Linked DNA regions of Mus musculus: all the other regions are linked to region 1. Evidence: chromatin contacts called from public Hi-C and HiCAR-type data. All regions are on one chromosome and are shown on one strand. Each heading gives the region's core, a stretch centred on a gene start, on an enhancer-like site or on the middle of the called end of the contact. The rest is flanking DNA. Distances are from core to core; before and after follow the strand shown.

The links. A called contact is a pair of places that touch in the nucleus more often than the background predicts. HiCAR-type assays count read pairs that join an accessible place to other places.
Region 2: a Hi-C map of uterus shows a contact between it and region 1, with 5 times the contacts expected there. The contact joins the enhancer-like site here to the promoter of Runx1t1 in region 1. A contact is called at or near these places in 1 of 15 datasets of contacts at CTCF or cohesin (pro-B cells), 7 of 484 Hi-C or Micro-C datasets (cranial neural crest, gonadal supporting cells, palatal mesenchyme and 1 more), 3 of 115 datasets of contacts at active chromatin or transcription factors (embryonic basal ganglia, embryonic forebrain and fibro-adipogenic progenitors) and 2 of 9 other capture datasets (embryonic tail and embryonic trunk).
Region 3: a HiCAR-type map of fibro-adipogenic progenitors shows a contact between it and region 1, with 4 times the contacts expected there. The contact joins the enhancer-like site here to the promoter of Runx1t1 in region 1. A contact is called at or near these places in 1 of 15 datasets of contacts at CTCF or cohesin (the NIH/3T3 cell line), 4 of 484 Hi-C or Micro-C datasets (the 3T3-L1 cell line, the C2C12 cell line and uterus), 3 of 115 datasets of contacts at active chromatin or transcription factors (astrocytes, embryonic fibroblasts and fibro-adipogenic progenitors) and 1 of 9 other capture datasets (embryonic tail).

Annotation. Positions count from the first base shown.
Region 1 is chr4:13,782,787-13,787,549 of GRCm38.p6, reverse strand. It overlaps Runx1t1 (RUNX1 translocation partner 1), which reads right to left and starts at 2,768. Exons shown (of 11, transcript NM_009822.3): 1 at 2,409-2,768. The coding sequence starts at 2,415.
Region 2 is chr4:13,466,845-13,471,207 of GRCm38.p6, reverse strand. No RefSeq gene overlaps it. Among named protein-coding and RNA genes, the nearest start is that of Gm46881, 50 kb to the left of the region's middle. Within about 2 kb of position 1,912, at least 17 of the 459 cell types and tissues checked have an H3K27ac peak or open chromatin away from gene starts, as enhancers often do. A contact at or near this core is called in uterus, where this site is marked.
Region 3 is chr4:13,363,091-13,367,413 of GRCm38.p6, reverse strand. No RefSeq gene overlaps it. Among named protein-coding and RNA genes, the nearest start is that of Gm46880, 83 kb to the right of the region's middle. Within about 2 kb of position 1,838, at least 54 of the 459 cell types and tissues checked have an H3K27ac peak or open chromatin away from gene starts, as enhancers often do. A contact at or near this core is called in the C2C12 cell line, the NIH/3T3 cell line, embryonic fibroblasts and 1 more, where this site is marked.

The DNA.
Region 1 (4,763 bases), core at 1,519-4,018:
TTTCTAAAGTATGCTCAACCTCCTCCAAGTTTTTGTAGCTCATTTTGTAACAGTATGTTATCAACAACTAACAAAAGGAGAGGTGTTATTTTCCCAAAACAGTTCTACAAAACCCTAAATTAAACCTTCTTTTTCACCTCCCCACTCCCAGGATGCCATGCGTCTGGATAAGCTAAGCATCTGCACATCTGTGTCTAGTGATGCTAAAGTTTATAAAGGAGGTCTTAGATCTGAGAATTATTACGTCAAGTCTGAGACAAGGAACCACTTCTGACACTTGAACTACAAATAAATCAATTGGAAAGTTGATATGTAAATGTGTAGGCAATAAAAAGAGGAACAGTGACACCAGGTTATACAAACACAGTTTTCCTTTTAAACTTCTACCTAGACTGCTTTAGTAAAATTGCAAAGCTACCCCCACGATGGCTAAAAAGAAAGTCCATTAATATAAATATACATGAATGGATGAAAATATGCTAGAACATATTAAGAGGTAGCCCATCTGATAATAGATTTTTAAAAAAATACAGATGGGTGTCAAAAAATAGCCAAGTATCAGATCTGTTCAAGTATGGTCATCCTGGAACATGCTCACAGTCACAGCTGCTGCTAGTCTCTGCATCCAAGTACAAGATCTTCTAACACAGTGGGAGAAAGAGGGAGGAAGGGAGGGAGGGAGGGAGGGAGGGAGGGAGGGAGGGAGGGAGGGAGGGAGGGAGAGAGGGAGGGAGGGAGGGAAGGAGGGGTCCAGAGAATGAGAGAGAGAGAGAGAGAACTAGGGGAGGGGAGAGGGAGAAGGAAAGGAAGAGACATAGGGAGAGAGAGAGACAGAGAGAGAGACAATCAGAAAAACAGAGACTGACAGACAGACACACAGAGAGCTCAAACTTCAGAACACCACTACAGAACCAGTCAGGTATTAACAACTTAACACTAAAGCCAACTTCCAATGGCAAAGCCTTAAGTACAATTCAGTGCTTTGGAGCTTTCTTTAAAAGTCATGTGAGGAATCAGGAGAAGAGGTCCTAACTAGTACCCCTCCCCCTTTGTCACTGACAAGCAGATTTGGTTCTATTTTACCAAAATATCACAGACTCTGGTGGGTGCTGCCAGACCATGTAATACTCATCTATTAAGAGCATAAAAACAAAGAACCTATGAATTTTTATAAATTTCCATGAAACTGTGCTCCAATGGCCTTGTAAAACAACAACAACAACAACAACAACAACAAACAAACAAATAAAATACAAGCACTTCTTCACCAGTTCTATATTATATAATAAGGGCACATTTCTTCCTCAGTTACATATTGCATATAAATCAAGCTGAGAGCTTAAAGAGTTAAAATGACCTTTCTAAGACCTCAGTTATTATCTTTTTTGGTAATTGAATTTCCCCATATTTCAGCTTCTATGCATTGCTAGTCCCCTGAACAACAGCAACGGAAGTGCAATCCTGGGCAAACTTGTCCTTTCTGCACACATATCAATAACGAGGAGAGCAGACTCCAAGACGTATCCTAAAGGGAAAACACTCTTCAAACAACTGGCGATACCTACACACAACTGTGGTTTCAGAAAGCTGGCAGATAATGTTTCAAAACACCATCTGGGAGGTGTGCAAACTCTGACCAAGCACGGCCTCTTCTGCCTGCCCTACCCAAATAATCTGCATGCGCCAGCCAGCTGGAGGATCTCTGTGTGCCCTGCCTTTATCTGCTCTGCATTCGGCACAGGACAATTTAGAGAGTTCTGGAGAGCAGCAGAGACAGCCCTTCTCCTGCAGCAGGCTTCACAAACACAGTTTTCCCTGGCAGCAATCACAGAAACACTTCAGTTTCCAAAGATAATATTTTTCTGGAGAATTGTCATACACTAAATTTCCAGGGACACAGGAATGTCACTAATTCAGCATACTTCTTCTAAATGACCCGATTTCAATTACTTACATGATAACATCTAAGGACTATGATTTAGAGCGAGAAATTCCTTCTAGTGCCAAAGCTGCCTTCATTTTCTTTGACATAAACAGCTCTTCAAAGACGTTCTCCAAGAATTCTACCATAATCTAAAAACTCTCTCCACAGGCAAATAACCAGCAAAGAAGTACAGATGATAGTCCAGAGACCCAGAACAGAAAACACTTCTCAGTGGAGCTAATCCCCTGTGTAAACTGCTCAGGCAAACATCCACGGCTTCCTTCCCCTCAGTTTCAAAGGAGTATCTCCCCATATCCTACACCCCTAAATCCAGCTTTCTTTGTGTCACCTCCCAATCACACCTCTATCACCCCACAGCCTCTCCCTGCCCTCATCCAGTACAGCAGTCGTGGTGCAGTCGGCATTTTCCACGCGTTACAGAAAGTAAAGCTTCCTTCCTTGCAAGAAAAGAGGACTCACTCACCAGGCATCCCGGAATCCAGCGTGTAACACACTGAAAGCAACTCTGTGTTAAGAGGGAGCGCGATGCGGGCTCATGCCTCCTGTTCTGGAATGTGCGGGGCGGTGGAGAGGAGGGCCATCAGAGGGGCTGGGGCGGCATGGCCCGAGGCAGGGTGCTGGGCGCGTGCGCCTGCCAGGCAGAGACAGATGGAGAGCTGACACTCCGGATTGCACTTGGAGCAGAAATGTGCAGGATGACAGGAACACATGTGGCCTTGAACCCAGCCCTGTCTCTTCAGGCAGAACAATGACAGGGACGTGTGTACAAAGTATCACAACTCCTGTCTCCCTTTCTCCACTCTTCCTCCTGCCCCAGTTCCAGAGCACCAAAAAGCAGAAAGTGAAATGCAGAAAGATAAGCTAAATGCTGAATAATTCATTCACTATCACCACCCCTTCCCAGCTCCAAGTTAACCCTTATTTTGCCAAAAGATGGCAATGTTGACCTGACCCCAACTCACACTGAAAGCTGTCCTTCATCTTCTAATTTTAACAGGCATTACTGGGAAGTTTGGTTTAAAACAAACAAGGGCACAGACCACAAAGCTTTTTTTATTGATCTGGAAACCCCAAACAACCTAAAAACCTCTTGTAAGACCGGGCTGTGCCAGTTCATCGCCCAGCACAAAGTATGAGCAGAACACTTCCAGCTTCCCAGTAGCGTGGGTCAAACAGAACACTTTTTTTCTGAGGCAGAATCTAACCGTTTTTAGTTCACTACAGTGCTTTCAATCCACTGGGCTCCCAGGTTGATTTGCTCCAAACACTTTCAGCTTACTTTCCTCTACTTTACATAGAGATCCACAGGAGACAAAAACAAACTCTTCATTGTAATGCCTTTTCAAAAGCTAAACAATCATGCCTTTTTGGGAAGGGGTGCTGGGGGGGGGGGTGCAAGGGGGGCTGGGGGGGGAGACACCCTTAAATGTTTCTCCTGACTGTGAATAACACATACCCAGCCTGGTTCAATGGACTCTTCCCTATTAAGCTTTAATGGACACCATGATATATAAAACTGGGAGCCTTTGTTACAGTGCTTTATCTAAAGCTGCCTATTTCCTTCCCAGCAGTGTGTCTTCAGTCCTTTGTAAAACATCCTTGCCTCATAGGAGAAACACAAGCCTGCCTGCCTGCCTGCCTTGCCCGCCTGTTTCTAAACACACAAAGATGCCAGGCAGAAGGAAAACATTATTCTCTTCTAAAACTCTTCTTCACAATTTAACACTTGGGAACTCTTCTCTGGGTCTGTGTTTGATTGTTTGTTTTAACAACAGGGCTCACATGGTGGTCAAGCCCTTGGGCTCTCTACCTTTCCAGTGTACAGCCAATCCACTAGACACACACAATTCTACTAAACAATTCTACTCAGGACTGACCAGCCAGCCAGCTCAGTGACCATGAAGAGGGACCGGCCCCTTTAACTCTTGCTATTCTGGCAGTGGTCCATGTGTCCTTTGCTTATTCGACATTTTCCATAAGCTTTCATCAGGTTGATTTTTCTCCCCTCCTTGCTGCCTTCAAGAACTACTAACAGACCCCATCTGAAAACAGGCAGTGATTTTGACCTCTACCCACTGCCTCCCTGTCCCTTCGCCTGAGAGGGCTTCAGAGCACATGCACACAACACACACCTTGCACAAACGAAAAATATATCATCTTTGATAAACAGCATCGATCAGTAAGAACTTCTACAGCCCCTGAACGCTGAACCTGAGAAGGGCTGCTTCAGCCAGTGAACCCCTCAAAAATCCATCTCTGTCAGAGACAACTTGTAAAAAGACGACAATTCATAGTGATTACTCTGTTCTGTCAAGAATAGTATACTACACTCTATTTATGAGGGCAATCTTTTTGTTCATCTTAGTTGGGTGTCACTTGTAATGAGGTTCTGTGTAATGGATTTCAGTTCTGTTAAGCAGCAAGCTCAAACATTCTTGTGACAGAAATTGTTATAGCATGCATGAGTGTGATCACCAATTAAGTGCTGGCATAAGGGCCTTTATGGAATCCAGAATCCTAAATCTGAAGACTTCCATTTTTTTAAGGAGTAGTTTTGAAAAGCCATTCAATGCTACACACCAATTTTTTTTTTCTTTAATACTATACCTATGGAAGAAAGAAAACATTTTCACAGTGGGGCACCCAACCTTTCATCAATATGCACGGTGAATCACTTCTAAAATAGAAAGTCATATGACAAAATGCAATACACGTCAAGAAAACTGGATGATATCTGGTTTCAAAACTGGGTCTTAATATCGGTACACTCCAAGGCCTGAAACTACAGCTCAGAAAATTGAACTTCCATATGCTGTGT
Region 2 (4,363 bases), core at 663-3,162, 320 kb after region 1:
ATTGGACTGGTTTCTATGGGGGTCAATAAAAATCAGATTATATTAGCCCTTATGGCAGACTTTTCAGAGTTGACTCGTAATAAACTTGAAGCCAATTAAGACCTGTTTATTTTACTCATAGCAGAGTTCTGTCACATTCCCTCTCTTGTGTATTATTAGAGTTGTTTGTTCGATATCCTATTGACTCTCAACTCTTTGGTATAACTGGGGTCTCATAAGATACAATTACTCTGTATCTAGAAATAAAGAGTGATTTGTGTCAGTTATGCCTGTCCAGGCTAGCCCACCATAACTGTAGAAGACATTTGTACTTGCAACCAAGGGAATTCAGTTTGACCTCTCCATTGCTTGCTGCATTATAGATCATCTCCCTTATTTTCATTTTATTCCAATATATAGAGCAGAGAAGCAAAAGGCAGACCTTTTGTTCCAGCCTGGACAGACACTGGAATTTTAGTGTTGGTGAATCTCAAGGATATGCAAAGGTCATGGTGAAACCATGACTCCCCAAGTGTCACTGGGAAATGTTTTCTATTATTTACTATCTTTATTTTTTCCTTGCCACATTTTCATATATAATTTTCTTTAAATAATAAAATCCAGGATTGTGCCCTGATTCTCATTACTATCATATTATATTTAGGTCATTGTTATCATAGCTGATCTGTTGGGGGTCTTTGTTCTGTCATTTAACATAGGTGTTATATCACCTAGATCTTCATCTTTTGACAGTCAGTCTGTTATCAATTAGAAACCATGGTAATGTATGTGATACTTGGAAAGATACTCAAAGTTAGTTTGTGTTTCAGGCTGTGAGGCTCCCACTTGTTTGATGACTTCAGAAAGAATAATACATTTCCTACTACGACGAGTCCAGCTCTTCCCATTCATAGCCAGGAAGCTTAACATGTCTAGGAAATGGAAACATCTAGTTTTATGTCTTGTAAGCCACTCAAGGAATTTCATATCAATTTAGGTTGGTATAAACAATTCTCAGGGCTATGGATGATCTATCACCAGCGAACTAAAACATGTCTTAGTCCTATGTAGGAGGTTTAAGAAGACACTCTTTATCTCACTTGCCAAAGTTGTTTCCTTATGAGCTTCAAATGTCAAAAGGGGGGATTACAAATTACCTTAAAGATGGAAGGCCTTCATGCGTAACATTTTATTATGTTGATTTTATGAATGTAAGTAAGAAGTACAGTATCAGCATAAATCTTCATCCTGAGAAACAGAATCAAAAATAATGGTATTTTAAAAGGACACAAAAGATTCAAAGGATTGATTCAGATTCTTTCAGCTATGGCGGAGGAGCTACTGAACCCAAAAAGACTTATATATCCCCTGATTGCTAATCTTCCAAGCATTGATTTATAGGATTCTTTCTGCCAGCTGTTTAGAGGTTACCGAAAACACATCAGGCTTTGCTGGTGACCCCAAGTGCTTTAATTCCTATGCGTGCATATTTTAACATTATTACAGAAAGGTTTCATTTGCAATTTCCAGGCTGAGTAGCAAGCCGTCCGTTTCTAAGAGGTCAGTGCTTTCACCATGCCTCCTAGTGATGGAATTATAGTTTAAACAGCTGGAGCTCACTCCCAGGAGGGACACTGGGGTCTGGTTCCTTAACGGCAGAATAAATCCATCAGACATATTTCATGTGTCTGATAACATTAATAGATACCAGGGCTGTTTAAATATTTAATGAACTCACTCAGAGGCTGTTTACCAAAGCGGGGAGGCTATCAGAAGGGATGATCACATCTTTTTGATCTACAGTGATAACAAGAAAACTGAGATCTCAGCCAATAGTTTGTCTTCCTGGCTGCAAACCCCACCACAGGAACCTGTTTGCTACATGACATGTTTCCTTTCCATAGTGTGCAAGGGAGTGCTTTCAGTTTTTGCAGTTGCAATGCTAATCACTTCCATGTGGCTCACTCCTTAATAGAGATGCCAGGAGTCATAGCACAGTTCTCAGTTGGGATGAAGAAAACAGAAGAGGGAAGGCAGTCAGAGACACTCAGAGCAAAGAAATGGTGTGCAGGGCACAAAGCCCGAAAGCACGTGGGTGTGTTAATGAGTGGGCACTGATTAGGAAAAACAAGAGGCAGAAGAAAGCAAGTCACGTTGGCTACTTTTGTGAATAGCCTTCCAGCAGACAGCTTGATAGTGTCTGTTCTTGTTGGAAATAGATAATGCACATTAACAAAACAAAACAAAAAAAACAAAAAAAAATCACCATCTAGTGTTTGGCATACATTTATTTTCATGTGAGGGCAGTTCTGTTTAGATTTGCTACGAAAATCAAATTTGACTAAAAGCAGATTGGTCAGGCTGAATAACAGGTTATTCTTGGTTTCAGATACAAGTTTGATCATGTAAAAATGCGAAATTATAGGGACATAGTCTGTTGCTATCAACAAACATCCCTGTTGGAAATAATCATTGAAACAAGTTTTCTTACTTTTTTACTTTACTTACTTACGTATTTACGTACTTACCTTTTATGTATTTATTACTCAAGTGCATGCCTACATGTTTGTGGGTGCATGCAACCGAGACAACTCGCAGGAACTCATGCTCTTCTTTTACCATGGGAGTTCTGGGGCCTGCATTCAGCTCACTATTGAGCTCCTATCAGGTTTGGTGGAAATGACCATCTTACTGAGCCACCTCAAGGCTCCAGTGCACTCTGTTTAGAGCATTTTTCTCAATTATATTTATTATTATGTTAATCCTGTTCTCTTTATGGGATTAAGGTGTGCTCAAGTCTGGTGAAGAGTCCTTTGGTCTGGGCTAAGTCCTGGTATACTCAATCTAGATTGACTAGAATGAGTTAAGGGAGCTGTCTAGACCAGGTGGAAAATGTCCAGCCATTTGACGATTTAACTCTAAATCTGAGTGCAGATAACAAACAATGAAGCAGTCCAATGTTCTTTGGGGACTAGAGAGTATCTTGGCTTAATTAAAAATGGATACATTTTTGAACATCTCAAATGAATGCCATTAGCATTATTTAGACTCGGTTTTCCCTCAATTCTGTTCTGCTATAGGTTTGTAATATGTTCTAAGAGCATAAGGAAGCAGATGGTGAATTTCCTGAGTGCACAGTGCCGCTCTACTTTTTGAAGGGCTGTCATTCTCAGAAACGAGAGGCTTACACTAGCCTATACCTTTCCAAACAAATCATTTTCAAGTATATAAATAGCATAATTAATCACAATGGAAATATAAAATGTTTAATCAGGAGCAGATGGACTGAAACAAAGAACTCTTATGCATGAGGCTGTTGAAAATGTTCAACATTACATCATTTTGATGTGTTTGTAGAAATAGATTTGGGGCGACTGTTTTATTTAGATGTAGCTGTTAATATTTTAATGTATATGCAAAAGAGATCCATCCTCTGCTGTTCTAGGAGAGCGCTTGAGTCACCACTGCAGGGCATTAGGGAAACAATGAGTAAAATACACACTCACCACAGAACAGAGTAACTTCTGCAAACTCTGCCTTTTGGAGTCCTCAAGGGTAGAATTGGTTTCCATTCATGGAAAGAAGCAACATGGAAAAGAAACTATCTAGGAAGATGTAGCTGGTCTACAACAGTCAAAGGTTTTGGATGCTGCTTACCATTTAAATCTTTTAAATGAGTGCACCTTAAAAAAGAGAAAAATCCTGACAGTAGAGGAATAGGGGCCTCCTTTTGGAAATTTGGTCTAGTTTGGACTCAATTCTGCGGCAATAAAAGCTGAAACTAGTTTCCAGATGGAATAAATTGGTTCCAGCGTTTCTAAAATGTTGGCCAGCATATTGCACAGCTGAAGTTGATCCTTTCTCAGAACTGTTACTGAAAGAGGCAGGGATTGGGGCTAGAAAGGCTTGGTGAATAAGCTTCCCTGAGAGGTCTCCGAGCTAGGAGGCATAGACTAGGGGATGTTCGCTTAAATTTGGCGTTTCTCTGACACGGAGAGAGCAGCTGCTATGACCATGTCTCTGAGTCTTTTCGAGCTTCACCTGTGTCCTCTTGGGAAGGTGTTTCTCCTTGGCTACGGAAAGTCCGAAGTTATAGATCTGTCTACCCACCCTGCATTTGAACTTGTTTGGAGTCAAGTGAAGGGAGAAGAGGACATTGGTGTGCCTGAAAAATGGAAAGACATTTTCTTAGGAAAAGCGGAAAAGCAAAGAAAAGAGGAAGCCCATCTTACCAGACATTTTTGAGAATAATTTTCAGAGAGCCTCAAACATGCCCCTCCCTGACCTCCTTAGAGCCTCATCTTATCAGGAAGATCTAGAGCACCGGTTCGAAAACTTCCTAATGGTGGGACACTTTAATACAGTACTTTATGTTATGGTGACC
Region 3 (4,323 bases), core at 589-3,088, 420 kb after region 1:
AGCAGTGTTCTCCTGTATTTCTTTAAGTGAGTTATTAAATTCCTTCTTTATGTCCTCTACCACCATCATGAGATATGCTTTTAAATCCAGGTCTACCTTTTCAGGTGTGTTAGGGTGCCCTGGACTGGGCGAAGTGGGCGTTCTGGGTTCTGATGATGGTGAGTGGTTCTGGTTTCTGTTAGTAGGATTCTTACGTTTACCTTTCGCCATCTGGCAATCTCTGGAGTTAGTTGTTATAGTTGTCTTTGTTTAGAGATTGTTCCTCTGTTGATTTTGTTACCCTCTATAAGCAGACGTGGGAGACTAGCTCTCTCCTCTGAGTTTCAGTGGTCAGAGCAGTCTCCGCAGGCAAGCTCTCCTCTTTCAGGGAAGGTGCACAGTTATCTGGTGTTTGGACCTCCTCCTGGCTGAAGATGAAGGCCCAAAACAGGATCTTTCCCAGAAGCTGTGTTGCTTTGGCCAGGAAGGTGGCCGGTTGTCTGGAGCCGAAGATGGCGCCGCCTCAGAAGCTCTGTGGCTCTCGCCTGTCCCAGAAATGGCTGGCCTCTGTATTCCACACCGTCACCCGTGCAGCCTGCCCTCCTCGGAGTCACGGAGCCAAGGAGGCTCCCGCCGGGGCCTGAGGCACAAACCTCTCGGGCCGGGCGGACCCCTGTGCTCTCACCAGGAAGGTGGCCAGTTGTCTGGAGCCGAAGATGGCGCCGCCTCAGAAGCTCTGTTGACCCAGCCATTTTCAGTGTTTCTTTTGTCACTATACCTTTAACATCTAGCACTAAGTGTAATAATGAAAGATCTGTTGGAAAGTTTGCTAAAATAATGCACACATGTAAGTCAGTGGCAAGGAAATTCACCGGTTATTTCATAGTGGAGATTTGGTTCTTCACAACATTTATGTTTGCTAATATTGTAGGTTTCCAAAACAAATGATTAAATTGGATCCGAGTAAGGGGCTCAACACTCAGAGTTCAATGATAAAACAGCATTGTTGAGGAAATCTGATTAAGTAGGACAGAATAGTAGAGCTACTTTGTCACACAAGTGTATCCATGCTTCCTTGAGTCACTTAGTCTAGCTTACAAACCTCAACTGACACTGGACTTTTACAGCCTGAATAGTAGAAACCACAATTATGATTGCTAATGAACAACATGTTTATTCCAGATAGGAGAAGTTAATACACTTCCATTTATGTATTCTACATTCCCATCCTCACTAACCAAATGAAGGATTGGGGAATGTATTGCTCTTCTGCTCTCATGAGCCACTGTGGACTGGAGAAGTCAAATCTTGTATCTAGTGGTAGGGGATTAGGCTGATCCATAAAAGGAGGCAATCAGGCAATCAGGAAGCCACACACTTAAGCTTTTTCTCTGTCCTCTTTATACTATGCTTATAGTTTCCTGGTTGTGTTGATACAATGAGCTTGTCTGACTGTGTGAACCACACTGAGAGTATGGATTTATGTCTTTAAGATGGTATTATACATTTGTAAGACTTCTCGATCTCCCTAGTTAAGTAAAACATTATTTTATCTTTCAAAGGGAATAGAACTGATTTATGAAACAGAGTTAAGTTCATCTCTTCGAGACTCTGAGTTTTTGTACCTTCCAAGTATCTTTCCCTTTCCAGTAAATCCTTCAGCCAGTGGTTCCATGAAAGTAACAGTGTTGAAGTTCTTGGACAGGTGATTCTGCATCACTATAAAGCCAACATACTCCTGTACATTAATAATCATTACCAACCAGTTGTTTCTGAGTCACCAGTCACAACAAAACCAAAGAGAGAAAGAATTTCCTCCCGTGCCTAAATCTGCAGGAAAAATCCTCAGGCAAGGGAGTTCAGGGGGCTGGATCTACTTCTAATCCTTCTGACTGTTTTATAGGTCATAGATTTAGCACTCATCTGCAGTCTGTTTTATTTTCTCCATCTTAATTCCCACGATACTGTTTAGTAAGGAAGATGTCAAGTATGTGCCTGTCTCCGTCAAAGGAATCAAGATTCTTTCAGAAAGGACCATATGTGCAGAAATATTCCAATGGAGTTGATTTCTCCTATCTGGAATAATCACGCTATTCATCAGCAATCCTAATTGTGCTTTCTGCTCCTCAGACGGTAAAAGTCCAGTGTCAGATGAGATTTGTAAGATAGATTACAGGCAAGCATACTTATTTATATGAGTGAGTTTGAAGTCACATCTTTTCCCAGTGAGAACTGATGTACAGATACTACAAAGTTCAGATGGGTTTTTAGTAGGGCCAATCGTGACCTGATGTAATGTGAAGTCAATCTTGAAAATTCACTGTGGTCTGCTTTTGCTTGTCCTGGAGGGGAGTCATTAGCCTGAGCTCACAGTATTGGAATTTAGTTTTAAGGCTGGGGCAAAGTTTCCCTGCCATAATTGCTTCCATCTGGCACACTAACACATGTGTTCCTACAATAAAAGTTTCTAAAACTCTCCAAACCCCACATGCCCCCTTTAGGCTGAGCTCTCTCAAGCTCTGCTGCTATCTCACCTGCATTCCGTCTGCTGGGAATCTGTCTTGCAGCTGGCTGCTGCTTTGTGGGCAGTGGTGGTTTGGTTGGGGGTGGTATTCAGTCTAAGACTCCAGTAGCAAATTGAATGCAGAACTTTGCCTGCAGCACTAAAGACTGTGGTCATGTGTTACGTCATGTGTGCTTCTCAGGCCTCAGCTCATTCCAATGTCTTTCCCTGTAATCCATTTTATTTATTTGTTTTAACTTCAACAAGTAATATACAAGTTTATTCTTATTGTGAAAATGCTTCTATTGGAACAGAAAAAAAAAAAAAAAGGCTTCCCTCGCAAGTGTTTCCCTTCCTCGACCTCACGTACGAAGTGAGACAGTTTCCAAGGAGTTGGAATTCATTCTCTTTAAAACAAGCTTATTTTAGACTTTTGTACATGAAGAGATTTCAAAGAACGATAAATTTCTACAAATGGAAAGTAATGCCATGAAATCATACTGAGTCAAAAACAAACAAATGAACAAGCAAAGCAACTAACAGAAATACCAAAAGAAAGAATATACTTCACGGGGAACACTAATTGGAGTTGAGGGTAATGGACTGATGAGTTCAGTATATACCTACACCTGAAACTATTTGAGGTGTATGAAGATTATAAAGTGTGGCAAGGCAGAGTGTATTAGTGTATCTATGAGTCAAACAAACAAACAAACAAACAAAAGCAAAAGCAAAACACACACACACACACAGACACACACAACTGACCTGACCTTGGTTATGGAGAAGAGCATCCCTCTGCAAAGCTGCAGTGATATGAAACTGATATGGCCTAAGAGCATCACTGAGCCTATGCAGGCTGAATGGTGGTGACCAGGACCAAGTTGGTGCTGAGGCTGCTACTGAGGGATAAAGAATGCTGATGCTATCACTCCATTTAGTTCCTAAAGTCGTACTTAGCATGAATCCTTAGCAGAATCTTTAGAAATTGTTTTTATTTTCAAGTTTGTCATGATGTATATATGCACACAAATATGCTATATACAAATCTGTATTTTCTTAATTTTTATTTGGTGAATACATTTCACATACTTCTCACATACTGCATGCTATGAATATGTCTGCATGCATGCATGTGACTCCCAGTGAGCATTAGCATTTTTACGGAAGGTGAAAAGTTCAAAGTCCAGAGTTGATCACTTATTCTGTAAGATTTATTTGAACCTTCTGGGTGCCTTTTCCAAGATGTACCACTCACTTGAAAATACACTACATTCCTTGGGAAACTGCTTTAGGTAGTCAGGGAAGACTCAAAGAGAAAGAGCGAGGTCATGCAGCTGTCAGGGCTCAGAAGAGAATGATCTGCCCCAGAGACCCAGAGTCCCATCCTGAAGAGGGTCAAAGAGGCCATCCAATTCATGTCCTGGACATCAATCCTCGCCCTTGACAGGGTGACTCCTAAACCATAGAAGACATGTGACAGTCAGGTCCTCACTAAATGTCTCAAGGCACACATTCTCCCTCTGAATCCTGTTTTGATTCCAGTAGACCTGCTAGAAAGTTCTTGCAGACATATCCCCTACTACCTAATTCACATCAATTCAGAGTGAGTGATCACATTTAACACAATAGCATCTCAGACTTCAATACCTTTCACAACTGAAGAGTTATCTTTCAGTGCTTGCTTTGTAGGCTCCACAGTGTAATATTTTATATAGCTATAACTTATTTAAATGAGGAAATGAAGATACTATAAAAGGAATCAAGTGATTCAACATGCCATCACTATTTGATCTATACATTGGTACTGTCTCAGTCACCTATACGATTTTATTGAGCCT